Linked DNA regions of Sus scrofa: region 1 is linked to region 2. Evidence: chromatin contacts called from public Hi-C data. All regions are on one chromosome and are shown on one strand. Each heading gives the region's core, a stretch centred on a gene start, on an enhancer-like site or on the middle of the called end of the contact. The rest is flanking DNA. Distances are from core to core; before and after follow the strand shown. Region 1 holds the start of DMRTA2 (doublesex- and mab-3-related transcription factor A2). Region 2 holds the start of CDKN2C (cyclin-dependent kinase 4 inhibitor C).

Evidence for each region. Hi-C and Micro-C count contacts between places; a contact is called where the count stands out from the background.
Region 1: a Hi-C map of epiblast stem cells shows a contact between it and region 2, with 4 times the contacts expected there. The contact joins the promoter of DMRTA2 here to the promoter of CDKN2C in region 2. A contact is called at or near these places in 5 of 47 Hi-C or Micro-C datasets (brain, embryonic fibroblasts, epiblast stem cells and 2 more).

What each region holds. Positions count from the first base shown.
Region 1 is chr6:161,612,928-161,618,163 of Sscrofa11.1, reverse strand. It overlaps DMRTA2 (doublesex- and mab-3-related transcription factor A2), which reads right to left and starts at 1,518. Exons shown (of 3, transcript XM_003127981.4): 1 at 1,189-1,518.
Region 2 is chr6:161,164,291-161,169,344 of Sscrofa11.1, reverse strand. CDKN2C (cyclin-dependent kinase 4 inhibitor C) reads left to right here and starts at 2,664. Exons shown (of 3, transcript XM_003127980.4): 1 at 2,664-3,910; 2 at 4,364-4,503. The coding sequence starts at 4,375.

The DNA.
Region 1 (5,236 bases), core at 269-2,768, 450 kb before region 2:
TTGGGACTCGGATTAGATGAAAAATTTTAACCCAACAACTAGATTGATGCCAAGAGCAAAACAGGACAAACCTCAGCGGAAACATTTGGCTTAGGAGAAAGGTGAAGAGGAGGGAGATGTTGAGACATAAAGTTCAGCTGGTTGGGCTGGGGGATTTTTTTTTTTCTTTTCTTTTTTCTTTTCTTTTTTTTTTTTTTTTTGCTGGTGGGAGAAGGAGATTTGGAGACAAAAAATCAGGAAAAAGAAGAAGAAGAAGCTCTAGGAAGTGAAGTGAAACAAACAACTCAGGGCAAATTTAGGCCAAGGGGCCCAGAGACCCGAGGAAATGTGGGGGCTCCAGGATCCGAGGTACAGGCCTCCAGAGAGTAAGAGAGAAAATGATTGTGGAGCTGAGTTTAGAAGGCCTGGGAAGGAGGATTAAGGAGAAAATCCAGCAGAAGAAACTCTTTGGCTAGGCAAACCCAGCCCAAAGATTAGCTTGAAGGGCGAGAAAAACAGCAAGAAACAGGTGTTATGTGGGTCTGGGACCCGGGGCCCACACGGGGGGGGAGAGGCGTGTACAGGAAGAAAAGCCCGCAGGCATAGGCTGGGGGTGGGGATGGAGTAAACCTGTGGCACAGTTTTTAGCCTTGTAGTCTGGAGTAGTCAGGGGAGGAAAAAATTATCTTGCAAAAGTTAGGCTTTTTGGGAGGGAGATCCTTTTCGCTGACCAGCATTCCCGGCCTTCCCCTCCCCTCCCGGTTTAGGGATCGAGCCGTCAGACACGCCCTCCCCATCCTGGGGCCCCGTGGGACCCCGCTCGGGAGCAATTCCCGAGTTCTGGCCCCGGAGTTGGGTTTCTGGGACTTGAACGGCCCAGCAGACAGCACCGAGGCATGAGACTTGCCTCTGGAATTGGGTCTGAGAGAACACAGGCGTCCTCTCTGCGACACGGCACAGAAGGCCCAAGCAGGCCCAACTCTGAGCTTCCGCCGAGGCCTCCTCTGGGTCCCCGGTTCCCCGCCAGAGCCCGGGACCGAATCCTGGGGTTTCCGCTCAAGAATCCAGGACCCCGTCCCTAAGCGCGGTGCCTCTTCCCTCAGGCCCCTCGAGCTGCGCAGTCCCCACGGCCGGAGTGGCCCGGGGGCCTCATCGACAGGGGCGGAAGGCCAGGCCGCCTCCCCTGCCCTCCCTGCGGCCCTCAACTACCTGCCGTGGGCTGGGGGATCCTCCTCCGCTGGCGCTGCACGCGCCTCCCAGCTCCGCTCGCGACGCTGGCGCTCTCGGCCTCTTCCCCTTGCCCCCTGGCCCCTTATCTGACCACGTCACCCTCCTTCAGTCACCATGTCCGAACTTCCGGACCCCCTCAGAACGCTGCGCTGTCCAACCCTTCCGTCGGAAATCGGAGCCAGGGGACCGTTTAGGGATCTGCTAGCTGGAACCCTCGACCCGGCCCTCGCCGCGCGGCGTCCCCTCTCGGAGCGCGCCGAAAGCTGCGCACAACCGGGCCCCAGTTGCCGGGCGCTGCCAGACTCTCAATGAGCGGCTCGCCTGCTCTATTGTTGCTCCTTAGGGCTCCATTAGACAGAATTGGACAACAATGTGGCGCCTGCCATTGGCCAGGGGAGGCAGACGGCGCTCTGATTGGCCGGGCCCGCGCCCGGGGAGCCCCGCATTCTACAGTGTCCGAAAGATTCGAAACTCCAAAAGCTCCTCTGAGTGCCTCGGGGAGGGGAGGGGAGGGGAGGGGGCGCGCCAGGGAAGGAGTGGAAAAAAGTGGGCAAGGAGGAGCGTTGAAAATACCGTGACAAGTAGTTTCCGTGTGCCCGAGAGCGTGTGAATTGCTCTTAATTACCGTGTCCGATGCGCCTCTACGTAGACGTGTGTAACCCCTCGGTTTCTGGGGCGCGGGCTCCGCTGCGCCGCTCCCACTGGCCGGGGGCGCCTGGCAAGACCAACTTTCCCAAGTAGCGCCGGCGACCGGGGGCGGGATGGGGGCAGGTGACAATTACCGCGGTTGGGGTGGGGGTGGAACGGGGGCGCAAGGGTGGAGAAGGGAGGGTACTCGTGGCATAAATGCCAGGACGATTTTTCCTGCCTCCGTCCGGCTGTTTCGGCATGCTCCCGAATCCGATGCGTGTGGGGTAGTTGAGGCAGTTTTTTCCCCCCTGCTGCCTTTAAAACGCAGGTCTTCCTTTATTTAAAAAGTCCTGATACGACAAGGCATCACGGAGGGTAAGTGTGGTTTGAGGAATTTCGTTTTTAAAAAGGATCTGGAAAGGAGAAATGAGATTGCGCTTCCTGTCGGCGCCCGCTGGAGCCGTGCGCTCTGTCCTTTCCTCTCCCCGCCCCCCTAACTCCGTCCTTCTGCCCCATTTTGCCTTTTCCTTTCCCCACTTCTGCAGCATCTAGATATATTTTCCGTGGTGGTGGGATTCTTTTCCGCGTTGTTTTAAGTTCAGAGTTTGATTTTCTTTTTTAAGCGAAAGTAAAAAACTGTCCTGTTTCCCCAGATCCTCATGGACGCAGGACGCGCACCAGTCTCAGTCCTTCTGGTCCGGAGACAAGGTCGCCGCGGGCCCCCAGGAAGAGTTTTAACTTTTGCATTACTCTCCCGTCCTGACGTCACGACCCTGAGGAACAGTTTAGTCCGCAGAAGAGGTAACAGGTTTCGGATTTTGTTTCCCTTTTCAATGGCAACATCTGGAATTAATGCCGTGGTCCTCCGGCGGGATCGCCTCGGGTTTCTTTAGCTGTGATTCTCTTTGCTTTTTCCTTCTTTCTTTTCCTCGTTCTAATTTTCTCTCTCCTTTTTTATTCTCCACCTTTCTCCCTCTCCTTCAGGGTAAAGAAAATTCGTTTAATTCATGAGAAAAATGAGTTTTCCCGTCGTTCTCCCTCCACTCCCGACCAAGCGTTTTCGCGTTGCTCTTTCGAACTTCCAGGGCCACCAGGCTCTAGCCCGCTCCGTCTGAGGGGCGGCCGTACTGGGCATGCAGACTCGGCCGGAGGCCTGGGGATGTAGCCCCTTCCACCTGGCAGGTCTGCTGCTGCCAGCCCAGCCGGCTCTGCTGCTAGAGGCTGGGGATTGGGGTAGGAAGGCGCAAAGAATCGGGGCTCCACCGCGCACCGCGGAACCTCGTGCAGATTCCCCCAGGAAGCCAACCTGAACACCTTGGCTGGGGGCGGGGGACGGGGGTTGGGAAGCTGGCTGGTAGGCGGAAGAGCCGCACAGGGTGCTTCCAGAAAGTTGACCCGGCCCGCGCGGGACGAGCTCGACCTTAACAGCCTGCGATGGTGATAGAGACTTGGCTGATCGCTCCGATTAAATTTCACTCGCCGGAGCCTGAGAATGTTTGGGAGAAAGGGGTCAGCTCCTGTTGGGTCGCCCGCATGGAATTCGGGTAAGGGAGTGAGTCTGGAATAATAGTCCCGCAGGAGCATAGGACCCAGACACCACCTTCCAACACCTTGAGGTTATGAGGTCAAAGAAATCTATGCGTTAATTGCACCCTGGCAGGGGAGTGGGTGGGGAAGAGAGGACAGGCTCTGCTAGGGCCCAGGCGCCTCCCCCCAGAGCTGCCTTGCACTAAGTTTTCAGAGACACTTTTAAACCCCAAACGAAATGAACAATAGAAATCTGCCTAGCTTCCGGGGTGGAGGTGGGGTGTTGCCCCAAACGCCCCTCCTCACTCTTGAGGCCCGGCCACTGTGAGATTCCCCCACTGTGGTCCCAGTGATCCTGCGGCAACCTAGAGTCCAGCGTCCTGTTTTCCCACTGATATACAAGGAACCTCATTTTCTTAGGCTGTGGAGAGGGCACATCCTGGAACCCAGCCCAACGAGGTTGCCTTGTGTTCACAGCCGAACAGGCCTGGGACCCCACACCTTTCTTTTTATGTACCCAAAGTCCTGATGTGAAGTCCCCCAGGCTCATGTGAACGAATGTGTCATGGACAGATGCGGGAGGAACTCTCGGGGTCGCTGCACTCACAGCGCCACAGGCCACTCCGGGCTGGTCCTGATTTGGACTTCTTTTCCGGAGGGAAGCAGACTAGAAGGGGTGGCCGAACTGAGCCGCCAGAGGTGGGGAAACCATGCCTAGCTTGAGGGGCTATACCCCTAAACACACCTAGAGGGTAGTTTCACACAGCTGGACACACAATCTGCACCCGTGACCTCATTCAACACAGCCTGGGACACACCCTCGCACCTTCATGCAGTATCCGCCCACAATATGCAAGTCTGATGCTGCCCTTCCACTCCAGAGGGCCGCTTCGGGAAGTGTGATGGGCTTCATAGCATTCTCACAAGCATGTCCTCATTCTGAGACCTCCACTCCGCACGTGACCTCTCACCCAGATGTCCAGACTCCCACCTCCGCGACTGAATGAACACCCAGACTGCAGCATATGTTCCCGTCCCGGGGCCCTCACTGGCGCATGGACTTAACCCTACTCCAGGGCCCCCGGGTTGCTGGACCCTGGGCAGAGAAAACCAGACCTTGGGGACAAATGAGGTGGCTGAGGGCAGGTTGTCTTCACACAACCACACACATACACACTCACTCACACAGGGCCTCTTAGCTCAAACTCATTTGGGGACGCCTTTGCTGTGCCAGAGGATGAGGGCCCCAGGCGAGCGCTCAGCGCTGCAAAAATCCACTCCCCTTCACCTTCCCCGGTGCAGGTAGTGGTGGGGCACGAAAGGACGGCCCTGGTGGAGACCCTGGGTGAGGCCGGGCTTGGGGGCTGAGGAGCAGAGGGGGCTGGAGGCGCGGCGCCAAGGCGCTGAGTGGGAACAAGGCCGGGGGCTCTGATGGGGGACCCGGGAGGCGTTGACTTTTGCGCTGTTTGCCCGCGGCCTCGGAGCAAGCAGACGCCATCTGTTTGCCGGCTGCGGCGCGTCCCGTTTAATTACCCTCCCGGCAGCCTAATAGAGATGATATTAAACTAAATCTTTCTGACATTAAAAGTAATTATCCCCAAACCAGTGGCTCCGGGACGGAATCACCCCCTCCCTCGTCCCTACTCCTCCCATGGCCGAGCCAGATTCCGTCAGTTTGGCTGAAACTCCTTACCGCCAAGGGGGCGCGGAGAAAAGGGGTGCGGTGCCTTTGGGAGAAGGAGTCTACACGGGCCGCCTCAAGCATGCTGTTTCCCGCACAACTACAGACTTTCTTGTACGCACGAACACGCGCGTGGATACACACTCTTGTACACATACAGACCCACAACGACAACATTTTCCTCCGATC
Region 2 (5,054 bases), core at 1,415-3,914:
AAACTATGCATATTTGAGTTAATGAGAGGAAAAGCACAAAATAATTTGATTACAGTATTTCTATGAACCCTTTAAAGAGCATGAACTGCTGCAAAGAAAAAGACTTCCATAACTTAATATTTTATATCGAACTAAAAGGCTCTATTTCTGCGTTTGTGAGAATGAAACATCAATAAAATAGATAATTATGAATGTTTCTTCTACACTATGTCATAATAGAAGCTTATTTAAGGCAGAGATACCTTTGAATCTATGAACTATCACTCAATTAATATAAGATTTACATTGGAGGTCCTTTGTAGTGCTTACTTATGCTTTCTGAACTAAGAATGCAACCTCTATGCTGCCAGTTGTGTTACACAATAAGCAAACAAAGCATATGTTTTAAGACACAAGGAAAGCCAGAGTGAAAGCAAATGAACAGAAACTTCCTTAAGGAATTTAATACTGCAGTAAAAGCACCTAAGTAGTCATCATGGGAAAAATCAGAACTTTGTTGGACTTCTTTACACTTACTTTTTAAGTTTTGTGTTATTTTGATTTATGTATGAGGTAAGACCATGGGACATCAAAATCTTTTCAGTGATTAGGATCTCCGAAAATCTTAATCCAGCTCGTGTATGCATCTTAAATTACTATAAGCTTTATTTATTCAGTTATTCAGCAAAAGTATTTTATTTCATGGCAATTATAACACATGTATACCTATACTTTACATAATGAGTACAATTTAAGATTCTTCCTGGAGTTCCTGTCCTGGTGCAGCAGAAGCAAACCCGACTAGGAACCATGAGGTTGAGGGTTCGATCCCTGGCCTCGCTCAGTGGGTTAAGGATCCAGCGTTGCCAAGAGCTGTGGTGTAGGTTGCAGACGTGGCTCAGATCTGGTGTTCCTATGGCTCCGGCATAGGCCAGCAGCAACAGCTCTGATTGGACCCCCTAGCCTGGGAACCTCCATATGCCGTGGGTGTGGCCCTATAAAGACAAAAGACAAAAAAAAAAAAAAAGACTTACTATAATCTCTTCTTTTAGCAAGAAACCATAATAAATGCTAGAAAGCAACATTCATATTTTTCAGAAACCATAATAAATGCTAGAAAGCAGCTTTCATAAATTACCGGTTATCTCTTATCAGCTAACAGTTCTACTATATCATCACACACCCCAGCTGTACTGAAAGATTACATAGTAATTTCCCAGAACCATTTATGTAAATTGTATTATCTGTGGTATTTACTGGTATATATGGAATCCTAAATCTTCTATTTGAAATATCTAAATACATGTAAAAATAAGAGGAGTTAATTTCTTTTGCTATAGTTCATTTTTCATTCACATTTCAAGCTTAGTTACCTAAAAAAAGAGCTCTGGTTATTTACTTTTTTTTTTCTCACCAATTCGGTTAAAGAGAACACTGCCAGATTCTTCCCAGTTTCAACTCTCCCTCTACAATCTGTTGCTAGATGATTATCCAGATATTGTTGGTGTGTTTTTTGTTGCTAATAGTCCCCGTGTACTTCAAGGAGCTGGGTATAGATGTTGCTTGAGGATATTATGCCTGCTATAGGCCAGTAATAGTTAGACCACCTGTCTTTTTTTTTTTTTTTTGCTTAGTTTCATTTTGACCACTAGGTGCACCATGCAGCAGTGCTGGATATTTTTAAGAGCAAAAAATATAGAAAGCAGTAGTTGATTAATCTTAAATAGCTACAAGAGGAAGTAAAAAGTACAGAGAACTGGTGTCCTGATGACTGACCAGGGAAGATACGATTCCTTTACATTTACATCCCCCAAAACAAGTCTCATCTAAGAAATTAAAGAACTGTGACAGTAAAGAAATAGTCTTGTTAGAAAACCCTTCCCAGGACTTATTTTTTATTTTGCTTTAAAGTTAGTTGCTTTTCTCCCTTTCCCCAAAGAAAGGGAATATTTCAAGTCCCTGTAACATGAAGGCTTCAGAGTTCGTCATGATTTCTTACCTATACAGTGCCTTCAGTTTTCGCAAAAAATAAATAAATAAATAAAATAAGAGGAAGAAGGCTATAAAAGACTTCTCCTTTTTCAGAGCACTGTTTTTGCTGTCATTTGGGTTTCTCCCTCAACCCCTGCAGCTACCTCTGTCCATCGTGGCCCTGGTCGTTGATCTGGCAGGTGCGAGGCCGCAGCTCTGGACTGAGAAAAGGAGGCCGAGTTGACACGGCTCGCGCCCCAGAAGCGGCGGCAGCCGTAGGCCTGGCTGCCCGAACTTCGAGAGCCTAGCGCGGGAGCGCGGAGGCGGGCCGGCCTGCCCCGCCAAGCCCGGGGAAACACTCGCTTCGGGCCAGCTTTCCGCCTTCCAGCAGCCAGACCCACCGAGCTTTGCTCTCCACAGCCTTAATTAACAAGCCTCTTTCACCCCACCTCCGCCCCACCCCCGCTCCCGGCCCCGGGCAGCCCGGGGTTCCGCAGACTCCATTCCGCCCGCCAGTGGGAAGAGGTCAAACCCTGCTCCACCGGGCCGAAAGCCGCTCGAGCTGGGGCCGGGCCTCCGAGCTGGCGGGTGGGAGCCAGCGCAGGAGACGGAGGGAGGAATGCAAGCTGCTAACAGGCTAGAAAAAGGGCGCCGGGCAAGGGGCGGGGCGAGCCCGGCCGAGAGCTCGAGCGCCGCCAGCGCGGAGGGCGGGGCGTGGGCGGCGCCCTGCGTTCCCGCTCCCGCGGCCAGCAACTCTGCAGAGCCTCCTTAAAACTGCCGTTAAAATGGGGGCGGGTTTTTCAACTCAAAAAGCGCTCAATTTTTTTCTTTTCAAAAAAAGCTGATGAAGTCGGAAAAAGGGAGAAGAAACCGGCACCGTCTCTGCAGCAGCAACAGAAGCAGCAATTGTTTGAGCGAAAAAAGAAGCAAGGGAGGGAGGGAAGGAAAAGACCAGAAAGGGGCACGACGCACAAGTGTCTGTAGGGGTGAAGGGAGCCGGGACCGGTGATTTGAGGGGGACCAGCTACAAAAGAAACTGTCACTGGGAGCGCTGCGGCTCTGGAGGAAGCAGTGCTACCCGGCTCCGCTCCGGGCACAGCTGGCTGGCGGCCTCTGCCCTTTCGGCGCCACAGGCTGGGGGCACAGGCCAGGGGACCGCGAGAGGTTGGCGAAGTGGCACCGGGCGCCGAAGCCGTTGGGCTTTCCCCGAGAGGGCAGCGGGACTGGCTGTGCCTTGGAATTGTGGCAGCACCCCATACTCAAAGCTTGGCCTGGGACCTCCGGGGACCCTCGCGATCTCCAGAGGACCTCAGAAAACCGGGAAAGGAAGGAAAAGAGGCGGCGGCGGCTGAATGAACTTCTGCAGTAGGAAGTCTGAACTGGCTTGGTCGTAGGCGGGAAGTTCCCGGTGGGCTGCCGTGTGCGACCGCGATGCTGCAGCGCGCTGCCTCAGCGGACCCGGACCCGTAGACGCTTCCCGCATCGCTCTCCCCCGTCCTCGCTTCTGGAAGCCCCGGGACCCTGTGGGGCCGGCATGACCGGCTTGCCGGGGACCCGCCGCGCGCCCGGCCGTCTCCGGAGACGCGCGCCGAGCCTGGCTCCCACGGCCTCTGAGGCTCGGCGGGGCTGCGGTAGCCGGGCGGGCGGGCTCCGGAGCCCTCCCGCGCGGCGTTAGCCCGCAGCTCGGCCCGGACGCAAATAAAGGCTCTTCCCGAGAAGCCAAGGCCACTGAGGAGCTGTTGCGATCTGTAACTTGAGGGCCACGGAACTGCTACTCTGGTTTGCTTTTGGCGATCATCTTTAACCCCCAGAGCACGTCAGCAGCCAGCCACCGCGGCGCTCTCCCTGCAGCGGAGGACGCACGACTACTCTTTCGGCGAGACGGATGGAGACCGAGTCCCCCCGAGGACCTGCCCTGCGGTTCTGGCTCGCGTGGCTCAGGTCACCACCGTGAACAAGGGTGGGTGAATGCCTTTTCTTCCCCCAAATGTCTCTTCTTCCGCAGTATTTTCTTCCCTGATCTAGTCCCTTAAATCTCCGCACACATTCCTCACAGAGATTAGCAGTGTACGTACGTGACAGCTCAGCCTACATTTTACGTCCAGAGTAATTTACCAGGAATATATGTGTGTCTGCATATCTCTCTGTTAATCACTAGACTTCTTCATAGGGGTTAAGCTAAAAAGCGAGGAGCGGAGCCCCTCTCCAATGGCTCAGTTTTGCTGAATAATCACGTGTGAATCGAGGGGCGGGCTTTTGGCAGGCAGATCTTACTAGTATTTACTACCAAGCTCTACTCCAGATTAACCATCCCAGTCCTTCTGTCAGTCTCCGATGCCATCATGCAGCCTGGTTAGGAGCAAAGGAAAGGGGAAAAAGAAAAACAACTAATTCATCTTTTCCCGATCGTCAGGACCCTAAAGAATGGCCGAGCCTTGGGGGAACGAGTTGGCGTCCGCAGCTGCCAGGGGGGACCTAGAGCAACTTACTAGTTTGTTGCAAAATAATGTAAACGTCAATGCACAAAATGGATTTGGAAGGACTGCGCTGCAGGTTGGTATCCAGAGAGGTGGGGAAAACAGGTCAACAATGTTGCCTACGTGACCCGGGTTTCTAGAATAATAGCTTTTAAGCCTTCAGGGGTACAAAATTTCACTGTTTTTAAAACTAGTTGGTTGCCATATTTTATATCTTTAAGTGGATCCAACTACCCAAAATGACGTACTTTGAACGAACTCGTCAAATCCAATAATATCCTCGATATCAACTGGGTTCCAGGTTTGGTCTTAATTTTTGGAATGTTTTTGTGATGGTGGGGATTGTAAAGCATTCGTAGCAGCGCGGAGTTTTTTATTTTTGGGTTTTTTTTTTTTTTAGACAGCTCTGTAAACACATTATTATGATTATTATTTGAAGTAAATACACTGCTATTAGTGGTTTCCGAACTTTGCTCCAATAATTGACTTTAATGTTAATTTTCTTGACTACTGGCGAGGGTGTTTTTCTTCAAAAGCTTCAAGTTTTGACAAACGACCTTTCCTCGTTTGGAATGGGTGGCCTGGGCACGGGCACAGGATGTACATTTCACAGTTAATGTAATACCG